2 separate regions of the Anas platyrhynchos genome follow, and region 1 is linked to region 2. The links are chromatin contacts, called in public Hi-C maps. All regions are on one chromosome and are shown on one strand. Each heading gives the region's core, a stretch centred on a gene start, on an enhancer-like site or on the middle of the called end of the contact. The rest is flanking DNA. Distances are from core to core; before and after follow the strand shown.

Evidence for each region. Hi-C and Micro-C count contacts between places; a contact is called where the count stands out from the background.
Region 1: a Hi-C map of subcutaneous adipose tissue shows a contact between it and region 2, with 2.1 times the contacts expected there. The contact joins two enhancer-like sites. A contact is called at or near these places in 3 of 8 Hi-C or Micro-C datasets (F1 follicle, skeletal muscle and subcutaneous adipose tissue).

Annotation. Positions count from the first base shown.
Region 1 is chr25:7,322,350-7,327,800 of IASCAAS_PekinDuck_T2T, forward strand. All of the region lies in intron 9 of LOC110353382 (a long non-coding RNA gene), which reads right to left. Among named protein-coding and RNA genes, the nearest start is that of UBASH3B, 150 kb to the right of the region's middle. Within about 2 kb of position 3,997, at least 1 of the 8 cell types and tissues checked has an H3K27ac peak or open chromatin away from gene starts, as enhancers often do. A contact at or near this core is called in subcutaneous adipose tissue, where this site is marked.
Region 2 is chr25:7,287,684-7,293,252 of IASCAAS_PekinDuck_T2T, forward strand. It overlaps LOC110353382 (a long non-coding RNA gene), which reads right to left. Exons shown (of 18, transcript XR_011804905.1): 16 at 1,661-5,569. Among named protein-coding and RNA genes, the nearest start is that of UBASH3B, 180 kb to the right of the region's middle. Within about 2 kb of position 4,243, at least 7 of the 8 cell types and tissues checked have an H3K27ac peak or open chromatin away from gene starts, as enhancers often do. A contact at or near this core is called in subcutaneous adipose tissue, where this site is marked.

The DNA.
Region 1 (5,451 bases), core at 2,747-5,246, 34 kb after region 2:
AATTCTATCAGCACCAACGCGATTAAGAAAAATAAAGCAACGTGGAAGTTGCAGCAGCAAATGCATCCCCTGCTAGTTAGTAACACGCATCAACTTCTTAAACCGATTAGTTATCGTATATAGATCCTTATCCAATTAAAGTCTGATAAAACAGAATCAAATAGGAGGATCGTTACCTGCTTTTGAGAAGGTTCACCAAGCAAGCATTTTAAGCTTTTTGACTCTTTTAACACTGATACAAGGAATAATTATTTCTCTCTGCCGATGCGATTGTTAAAAGAAGAGAAACCCCGGATTGTGGTGGCTTCGTGGATGCTATTCTTTTTGCACCACAGCAGGATTCTTGGCTGCCAGTCCAAGCTGCTTTCACTTGCCAAGTTTTAAGATGCCGGTTTTGCCTTTCATTTTATTGTTCCTTTCGCAACGTTAAAGACCGACTTAAAAAACCATGCACAGCTGCTATCGGGGAGGGGGGGGAATTATTTGAATTTTGCACAAGAATGGAGATGAGGAAGGAGCGCGCGGTGATGTAACCACAACGACACCCACAGAAATATTTCCAATATTGGGGGGGGGACGGACTCACGCTCCGAATCCTGCCGTTTCCCTACACGCAGTTGGGATCTTAGTGTAAGAGCAGGAAATAATAAAAGCGTCCAGATCTACGACCAACCATAGCCGCGCTAGAGGTGGAGGTTGATACTTCTCCCCCCCACCACCACCCACTTTTTCTAAATCCACTTTCTGCGGCTTAAGACCATTCTTCCTCACTGAGGATTTCTTCCAGGGGGTGCAGGGAAGCAGAGGTTGGGGAGCAGCCGAACAAAAGGATTCCCCCCGCTCGCGGACGCCTTCCCCACCCTTTCGCTGCTTCCCTCTGATAGGAGCTCGCCCATGCCCCAACGCCACGGCCTCTCCTTTGACGCAATGCCACCGTGAAGAGGCTCAGCATCACGGCGCAAAAGCTTCCATCAAAATTCAGTACGGGGCTGCGAATCCTTGCACCAAGCACATTCATTTCTCGTAAGCAAGTCCTTTTTTTATTTTTTATTTTTATTTTTTTTCTAGAGGAGGTAACGTAAAAGGAAGATGGGGATAGATTTTAAAAATCCCTCACTTCTCTCTCTCTGTGAATTTATTTATTTCATTTGACTTGATGTAGGAACAAAACTACCGGGACTGGTACCAAAGCTCAAATGCATTTAACTGAACAAACAGCCACAGAAAGTTGCTTGTGATCCTTCTCAGACTTTAACTGGCCATTAAAAGTGTTACGGTGGCTTACGGGCGATGTACGTGGTAAGGCACAGAGGGATACAACTCTTCCATCTGCAGGACTTCAGGCACACACACAGCCAGTCCGAACAACTGCTGCTCGATACAGATGTTGGAGGGGGCAAATACTTCTTATCTGGGTCAAGAAAATCCCCCCTTCCAACACGGTGCCGTGGGTACCCACAGAGCCAGCCCTGTGTGCTCAGAAAGCCCGCAGGACAGTCAGGGAGGCTGAAGAGGACTATTTTTCCCAGCACAGAGGTGACTGTTTGTACAGCCTGCAAGGCAGAAAATGGAAGCTGTTTCAAACATCCAGTAATCAAGGGTGAAAACAGCTCTGACACCAGCTGTTATATGTGCAGAGGTTTATGGCTGGCTTTACAGCAGAACTAACTGCAACTAGCAGAGGATGGCTACACCCCCGGATTTCATATTTTAAGAGGGAAAGAGACAGACTACAGACAACCTAAAGTTCCTATGAAAACCAACAGCCTTCGACAAAAGCAGCGTGAATTAATAAGAGCGAAAGAAAAACAGAAGCTTTGTTCTAAAGTGGAAGCATAAGATGTGAAATTTCAAAATCAGATGGCTTGGTCTGTGATTTCTTTCATTTAAATGAATTGATCTGTTGCTAAACTGCTGCTCCTGTGCCAAGAAACTTTTAACTCTTTCGGCTCACAGCTCGCCGTGTTTTGCTCTTTGCTCTCCCCTCCCAAGCGCGCTACGATTAAAGCAGAAGGCAGAAATTAAAAACAAAAGGGGGGAAATAAAAAACGAGAGCATAAAAAACCGGGGGGGGGATTAAACCCACGAGCGCATAGAGAAGACAAAAGAGGCGCGATATGGAGCGTAGCGGTGCTTCGTTAGAACTTCGGACTGGATAAACAGCGCGGTTCGTGTTCCTACAGCGCTGCTAAAACTTGGAAAGGAGACAGAAAGGCCTTCAACCCTCACAATTCCACATCCAGCAACAACTCCGGGGCAAACCCAACAGAAACAGGGCTCGCAGCAAGAAAAACAAGAGAATCCCTGTCCTAATTCATTGTAAACATTCACTTACCGAGAATGCCTTAAGCATTTCCAATAGAACCCCCTTTCCTACACGTGTTCGCCTATGTGGAAAGGAACAAGACAGCAAAGCGAAAAGCTCTCCAAAGCAGCCCGAAAGATAGCTGTTTTGGTAAAAATTTAGGTGAGAGTTCCTAGTGCTTTTCCATTTTGCTTTGCGTTTGTTTTGCCCACTTAAAAAAAAAAATAAAGTTAAAAAAAAATAAAAATGAGAAGAGACATGTCGTAATTAGAGATAATTCCAGGGGAAAAAAAAATATTTATGTGCAGAACGACAACAAAAAGGTATTTCTCTATCTACAGATCTCCCACTCTCCAGTTCTGCTGCAGTTCCCCCTGAACTGCTGCTGCTTGCTCCAATCTGCTGCCTGCTTAACAGCGGAATGACAGGCAACATCTGTTTGTATAGAAGCCAAAATCAAGCCTTCAAAATTTTTTTGGCTCAGTTTCTTTTTTTTTTTTCTTCCCTCTCACCCCCCCTCATTCCCCCTCCCCCTGGAAAGCTTAAAAAAAAAAAAAAGAAATAGAAGGAAAAGAAAAAGTAAAAGCACACAGAAAGGGTTGGAAAGCAGCTCAAGTGAGGCAGCAACTATTTTCCCTCGAGTTATTTCAAGGTACAGTACTTCGAGGATAACTCTTTCCTCTCTCTCCACCCGCCGTCACCTCCTCCCCTGCTCTCCCCACCCTCCAGCCTTTCTCTTTGCCCCACGCTATTAATAAAGTATCGCACAAACTGGGGGAAAAAAAAAAATCCAACGTACCTGGATCACTAAAAGGCCACTCCCTCCTTTGGGGAGGGAGGGAGGGGGTTCTTCAGGAGGCAACTAAAAAAAAATTGGACGGGGAGGGGAATAAAGGGATGGCTCGGGGGACAGTCGTGCCACAATCCTCTCGCCCTTTTCTTTTTTTTTTTTTTCTTTTTTTTTCCCCTTTCCTCCATTTTATAGCCTATAAAATACATCGTGCGTATTTTCAAAATAAAAAAAAAATATATATGTTTTGAAATAAATAAATACGAAAAAAAATAATAATAAAATAAAATAAAAAATCAGCCCGGATCCAAACACAATTCAAATGACTAACAGCGTCAGCCTACTGCCAATTCTGTGGCAAATCGGGAGAAAGCACACTAATTCCACATGCTGAGATGTGAACAACTGGAAGGGAACCAACTCTCTCGAAGTCACAATGAGAAGTACTGCGGTGCCCCCACCCCCAGCCCCACTGCCACCCCTCGCTCGGCGTCCCCCCCCCCCAAGTGCCCTCCTCCCTCCAGGAAAACAAATAAATTAATAAATAAATTAATTAACGAAGCCACTAATTTAACAAAAGGAAAGGGAGAAGGAAAAACAACCACGAGCCCAACAAGCGGAGCTATTTTAAAAACTCGGGGAATGTTTTATCCACTGGTGATTTGGGACAGCGCTCACACACAGACACACACACACACACCCCACATAGAAAAAAGAAAAATAAATTAAAAAAAAAAAAAATCAGACAAGTTGCTAAGGAGACTTGTGTAAACTCAGCACACAGGCACATTTCTGGCCTTTCCCCCTATATTCCATCTCGTATTCCGATCACGCAGCACTGCGGCACGATTGCACCAATGCACTGCATTAATCTTGGCCTTAAACGGGCTGCCTGGCAAAGCGCACGGGGTGGATGTAGCAGCTCCCAACTCCCCAAGTTAAAGGCAGAGAGGGTGGCGGTGGGTGGGGAGGGCCGGGGGGGCGGGAACCTTCCTTCGGAATATAAAATATAGGAGCCGAGCTTAGTAAGGGAATTTTAAAGAGGAAGCATTATCCGGGCATATAGAGAAAGCTGCAAGCCTCCCCGCGCTTGCTCGCGTCTCTCTCTCGCTCCCCTCGCTCTGCCACCTCTCCCAACAAAATCCCCGTCCCCTGGCAGATGTCTGAAACCCTGCCAGAGCCAACAATGTGGGACCCACTCCCTGCCACCAGACGCTGGGGGCCGCAGACTGCCTCATTCTCCCTGCACAGTGGGGTCAGATATCCATATTAAACAACCTTTTTTTTTTTTTTCCCTCCAGTCTCTGATGTGTGTGTTCCTGAACGTTTAGAGATGGTTTGTTCACCTTCTGCTTTTAGGAAAGGAGGTGATTAAATCAAGCCTGACCCATTCAGGGAAGGTGATGGTCGCTGCACCCATTCCTCACTCCTTGGCTGGGACAAAATTCAACTTTTTTTTTTTATTATTATTATTATTATTTACTTTTTTCTCTGTTCCTTATTATTTGGGTGCGGGAAATCTCTTTCTGGAAGCCCTCCTTCCGTCTCTGACGGTCTCAAATCCTCTCCCACTGACAGACAGCTCGGGACAATCGTTCAGCACCCGCCTTTTGCTTGTCGCGTGCGCCAAATTTCACGAGATGAGGATTTCAAGCCTCACGTGAGGAACCCAGTAATCTACAGAAGGGGAGCCCACACTGCCCGAATGAGCATCACCTTCACTTTTTACCAGTAAAAATGAGCAAAACGAGTCCTTTGGTCAGCCTCAGCGCGTTCCCACACCAGAGCTGAGCGTGGTCCCAGCACGGCCAACATCCCACCAAGGTGCCACCCCACCCAGGCTAAATATCGTCACGCAGCGGGCTTGTAGGGCCGAATGCTGATTCCCTGCCCCAGTGCTTGCTGTTCACACGAGGGACCCAAGCCCCATGCTATGCAGGGTGAGGGTGCCGGGCAGCCACACGTCCCACGGGCTTTGTCTCAGCTGCGACGCACGATGCGGATGGATAGCTGTGACTAATGCTCCTGACAAGGCACAAAGGAGGGACAATATGGAAATCTGAAAGGAAAAGTAGAGTCGGACTCCGAGCATCATGTGGAGAAAAGAGAGGCTGGCCATCAAGAGCAACTCTACCGGTATCTTCCACTTAATCTAATGACAGTCTCGCTCCTAAGAGTATTATCGCGGCACCCAGTGGGGCCAGCTCTGGCAGCGCGCTTTCCTTTCAGCTCCAAATGACAGTGTGAGGGCATTACCAGCAAAGGAGAAAATTATAAAGTTCTAATCGCTAAATGCAAGCTCTGAAGCAAGTGAATCTGCAGCACTGCAGAAGAGACAAAGAACAAAATGCCTGTT
Region 2 (5,569 bases), core at 2,993-5,492:
TTACAGCGGTTTAAAAATCTAATAAGAAAAACAGCAGCAGGAACATTTTTAACATTTGCCATTTACAGATCGTTTTGACCGAAAAACCAGGAAAGTTTTCAGTTCCAGAAAAGCACTACAACAAAACTTCAGCATTTGCTCAATATTTTCTTTTCAGTAATTTCCAACCACCGGTACATGCAACCATTTTATTCTTTATTTTCGAGCTAACAATCAGGAAGATCCGACCCGTCCCCTGGCTTTTTCATATATATATATATATTTATTTTTTTTTTGGCCTTTTTTTATTTTTTTTTTTTTAAACCCACGGAGCACATTTCTAAGATTAATCGTTCAGTTTTTAAACTTGGAAGCATGAGGCATGCTGGGATTTCAGCTGAGGTCAAGCACCAATGTACCGAGCTGTTACTGTTACGCTCTCAGGGTACTCTGTGCTGCTCTCAAGAAGGAGGAAAAAAAAAAAAGAGAGAGAGAGAGAGATGCTGTATGCACTGGCCTGCAGCAAGGCAAGTCTCTCAGTATGAAAACACAGGCATGGATATTAATACACCTACATATGTAAATATATATACATATCTAGGGTTTTATTTACCTACATACATATTCATACACACGTATCGTCCATATGTGTATCTATACACACACCTCAATAGCTGTATTTACATGCATCCATATCGTGTATATCTTATCTACACGCGCGGATATAATAATCGCTATATGTGTACACACATACACCCCCATATCTGCATCAGCTGTAAAATTATCTCCGGAATATACACACACAAAAAAAAATCTCTGTCATCCAAACGCTGGTTTTAATTCGAGATGAGATTTTTTAAGGTAAATGGCCACAACCACCGCCCTACTATTAGCTGATCAGCCCTAAGGAGGAGAGAGACACTTATTTTTTTTTTTTTCCCTTAAAAGGTCTACCAAACACTATTGTATGTGTGTGTATACGTCTCTATATATACGCACGCGTGCACACATATACATAGATATAAGATATTTTTTTTATAAAATAAAATAAAGATGTCAAAGCACAACTCACAGCTCCCAAGAGCCTAACCCGTGGATTTAAAAGCTAAACATCACAAGTTAGGGTCTCAGGGATTGAGAGGGGCGCAACAAACTATTTCTTGCAAAAAAAAGGGATCAAAAATAAAAGATAAAAAGGAGAGAGAGGAAAAGAATAGCAGGCAAGTTCAATTCATGGCTCAAGATTACAAAACAGGACACACAGGTGGAAGGAAAGAGCTTCTCTAAGGACCCTCTGTTGAGAGAATACATTCCATTTTTAATCGTTTATACAAAAATGACAAGGCGCGGCAGGTTCCTTACAGCTTCCAACAACGTCGCTTGCGACAAATACATTAAAAGTCTCCGCATTTAAATAACGAAGAGGAAGAAAGGAAGGGAAGTTCGGGGCAGTGACGGAATTATTTTCATTGTTTCAACGAAAAGGAATGCAGAAATAAGAGCAGGAATATGCAGGCTCTCCCTCCAGCCGCCTGGCACAAAGCATGCAGCAGCATAAAGGCGCTGCCTCCCCGCCCCCTCCGCCAGCCCCGCGGCCGGCAGGGATGGAGAAGAGGAAGAAAAAAAAAAAAAAAAAAAAAAAAAAAAACCCGAGTCGCAAGAAAATCAGGTAGAAACTCACCACTTGGAAGCGGGGGAGGCTCCAGTTCTTCAGCGCCGAGAGCTGGGGGGGAAAAGCCCCGGCGGCGGGGGGCGGGCGGGCCCCCGGGCGGGCAGGGGCAGGGGCAAGGGGCAGGGGTAAGGGCAGGGGTAAGGGAGGGCAGAGCCGGGACCAGGCTGGGTGCCCGCCGGGTTTTGACACCCGAGCGAGCGCGGGCGAGCGAGCGAGTGCGAGCGTGCGGTGTGCGCAAGCCGGGGGAGGGAGGCGAGGGGTGGGTGTGTGCAGCTGGGCAAGCCGCTTGCATTTTTAAAACATCTTTTTTTTTTTTTTTTTTTTTTTTTTTAAGGGGAGAAAAAAAAAAAAAAAAAAAGGGAATATATCAAGGAAAAGAAAAGGGGGGAAAAAGGAAAAGGAACCGAATTCCTCCGCAGCACCTCGCCTGCCGCCCTCCTCCCTCCGCGCTCCCACCGCCGCCGCCGTTGTTATTATAATTATAATTATCAGCGGCGTTATTAAAGCGGGGGGGCTGGGGGGGCCGCGAGCTGCGGCCCGGCTCCCAGCCCCTGCATCAGCTGGGGCCAGCCGGGAGCCAGAGCAAGCCCCAGGCTGTCAGCCCCGGCCGCCCTCTCCCTTGCCAGCCGCGGGCCGGGCTTTTTTCGAAGGCAAACCTGGAGAAAAACCCATTTTTTTTTTTTCCTTTTTTTTTTTTTTTTTTTCCCGGGGAGAGGAGGGTCCCCGAGCCCCGCGCACACCCGCACCCCCCCCACCCCCCCACCCCGCACACACACACAAAAGGGTCTCCATCCTGCACCGACTCCTCTCCGAGCACCTTGTGCAACCCCAGCCAATGGAAATTTACGCCGGCCATAACCGAGAGCAGGATTTCGTCCCCAGCTCGCCACCTCCTTCCCCGCTCTTCTCCCCCTTTCCCTCCCTCCCTCCCCTCCCTCTCTTCCCCCCCCCCCCCCCTTTCCTCCCCCCCCCCCAAATAAATAATATGGAGCTGCACCCTCCACCCATCTCTGGAGCTGCTTCAGGGCCCAGCGGCAGAACCGGGGGGAAGCCCGAAGGTGCCGGAGGGGGGGGTAAAAAAATCCCAAATTTCCGCCGCTCCGCGCCCGGCGCTGCCCAAAGCGGCCCCCCCCGGCCCGGCCCCGCACGGCCCCGCACAGCGGTCACGGGCCCCATCACCGACCCGGCGGCACTCCCTCCGTCCTTTTCTCACCTCAGGAGTCTGAGCCCATTCACCAAAGTCCTTCCTCGTCCAGGATCTCAAATCTTTGCCTTTTTTTTTTTTTTTTTTCCTCCTTTTTTTTTTTTTTTTCCTCCTTCTGGATCAGCCAGTCCCGACATCATTAAACTACAGTCCTCCTCTTCCTCCTCCTTCCTTCTCCCCCTCTCTGTCTCCCCCTCGCTCCTTTTTTTTTTTTTTTTTTTTTTTTTAATTTCAAAAAGGGGGGGAGTAAAGGCGGGGGGGGGGGGGGGGACGGCTGGTGGGGAGGGGGGGAGTAGACATAGCTGCATGAAGTGGCTGCCTTTTAGAAAGCACATTTAATCTTTACTGGCTCCCCTAGGCTTCGATGAAGTAGAAGGGAAAGGAGAGGAGAGGGGGAAAGAAAAAATCCAGGCAAGGGAGGCTGTTGAGGGACAGCAAGCATCAGGCTCAAATCAACGACCAGATGAAAATGTACTAGACCACACTGCCCCCTCTCTTCCTCTCGCTCTGTCTCCGTCTCTCTCACACACTCTCACTCCTGGAAAGCTTCAGTGTCTGGTTACAGACTCTTTTGGATCCTTCCCCCCCCCCCTCCCCACCCTCGCCCTTTGCCAACTATCCTAGAGATTCCTTGCATGCCTACTTAAATCTTTAACAGAATAAGGACCCGGCTCCCCCCGCCGCCGCCGCCAGCCTCGCACACACACCAGCCCGGCTCCCCCCTCCCCAATAATCCCTTAAGCTCCCGGGAGAAACCCCACAGCCCCCGGGAGAAACCCCAAAGCCCCCCAAGGAGAAACCCCACAGCCCCCGGGACCCCTCCGGCAGCCGGCTGCTGCCCCACGCCGCCATCCTGCGGGGGTGCTTGAAGGGAGGGGGGGGGGGGGGAGGCAAAAAAAAAAAAAAAAAAAAAAGGAAGGGGGGAGGGATGGAAGGGATAAGGGGGGGAATAGGGGGACCGCAGCCCTTCGCCTGGCATCCCTCTGGCTGGATCTGGATTTTAAAACAATAAAATCCGCCGCTGCTGCTGCTCTGTCGGCTTCCCCCCCGCCGCCCCCCCCCCGGCACGCTGCAGCCCGCAGCCGCCCGTGGAAATCGCAGGGAGGCAGCAGGCTGCCTGCCTCATGCCCGCGATGACTTTCGAGCTGCCAAGCTCCTCTCCTCGACCCCCCCCACCCCCCCCTCACACACACACACCCCCCCGAGCCCTCCCCACAAGCCAGCCCTCCGCTCAATGGCAGCCCCGCTGCTGCCTCGCAGCCCGGACTATATTTGCAAGATGTGCTAATTTACCAGCTATATGCCCTTGGATTTTGAAATGAACTCATCAGTCACTGCTCCTAGGACCGATGCTCTCCCTCTCTCTCTCCCTCACACACACACACACCCTCCGCTGCAGACATGTTACTCATTCTCCAAGCATTTCCTCTCCCAATGTCCGTCAGACGCATATACACTTCATTGATCAAACCAAATCCCCTGATAACGATAAATAATAATACAGACAGTTAACATCAGCGGGGAGCTGGGGGGGGGAGAGGGGCTGACGACTAAATCTGCATTGTGCTTTTGGAGGCTGGTGCCTGCAGAGCTGCACAATGCGGAGCGCAGGTACACCCCACAAGACCCCCACCTTGCCATGTGGGGCCTCACCTGCCACCCCACATCCACCAGATCTATGGGGCTGGGGTTTGGAAACACGCCACCAGTGCCCTAGACCTGCCCCTGTACAGGCTGCTGGTGGGAGCAGGAGGTGCTGCTCGCCATAAAGCACCTAGCACTAAATCAATAGGGCAGTCTCTTTGTTACGCCGGGCACTGCACAGGTGCTTTTAGGACTGCAGCGGTGAATGCAGCTGGATATCCACGGCTCCTGAGGGTGCACAGGGAGATTTTCCGAAGCACCTCCCTTAGTTCCCACTGAAATCCTTTGTACTGCGGACAGCCAGCACCTATGCGAGGCACCAGGTTAGGGAGGCGGGCTGTTAAACGTGCCTCTGTGCCTTGCCAGGTATTTTCAAGGGCTTTGGTTTCGGGGTTTTTGTGGCTTTGCTTCCTAGTTCTCTGGGGCTACAATGGGGGAGGCAGGGGAAGCTGCCTCTTGGGATTTTGGCTAGTTCAGCGTCTTGTGTGGGTCTGGCAAAGAGAAAGTGACTGCAGTGTAAGTGTTCGGGAAGTTGGGGAGGGTGGGGCTATCTAGAAATCTTTGACTCACTGGGGTAACTCCCTGAACACAGGAATTAAATTATTACTCAAAGCAGGCTACATTTTATGAGCAGCAGCCTTAGAATGAAATTCTGCATGCATACAGAGTTTGAAACGAGTAAAATAAACATATGGAAATACGTATACAATACATAATTCAATTATTGGGTGCAATGCAGAAGTCCCTGGGTGATAGAGGAGGTGGAATTATGCAGTAAAGGCAGTCCAGGAATCCATGCATACAAATTTTCTCATTTATACCGACACAATCCTGATTGACATCAGCCTAGATAGGGGAAGAATCAAACCCTGTGTACTGAAGGATCTAATCTTTGGGAAAAGTAGACTGGATTAGAGAGACGGTATCTGCCACCATCCTTTCACTACCCGTACAGATACCATCCTCAGCATCATAGCAGTAGGTAAGATTTTGCCATCACAGAGAATTATTTACACCCATTGTCTTTTTCACGTTCCCCTGTCTTCCTTCCAACAACAATAACAAAAAAT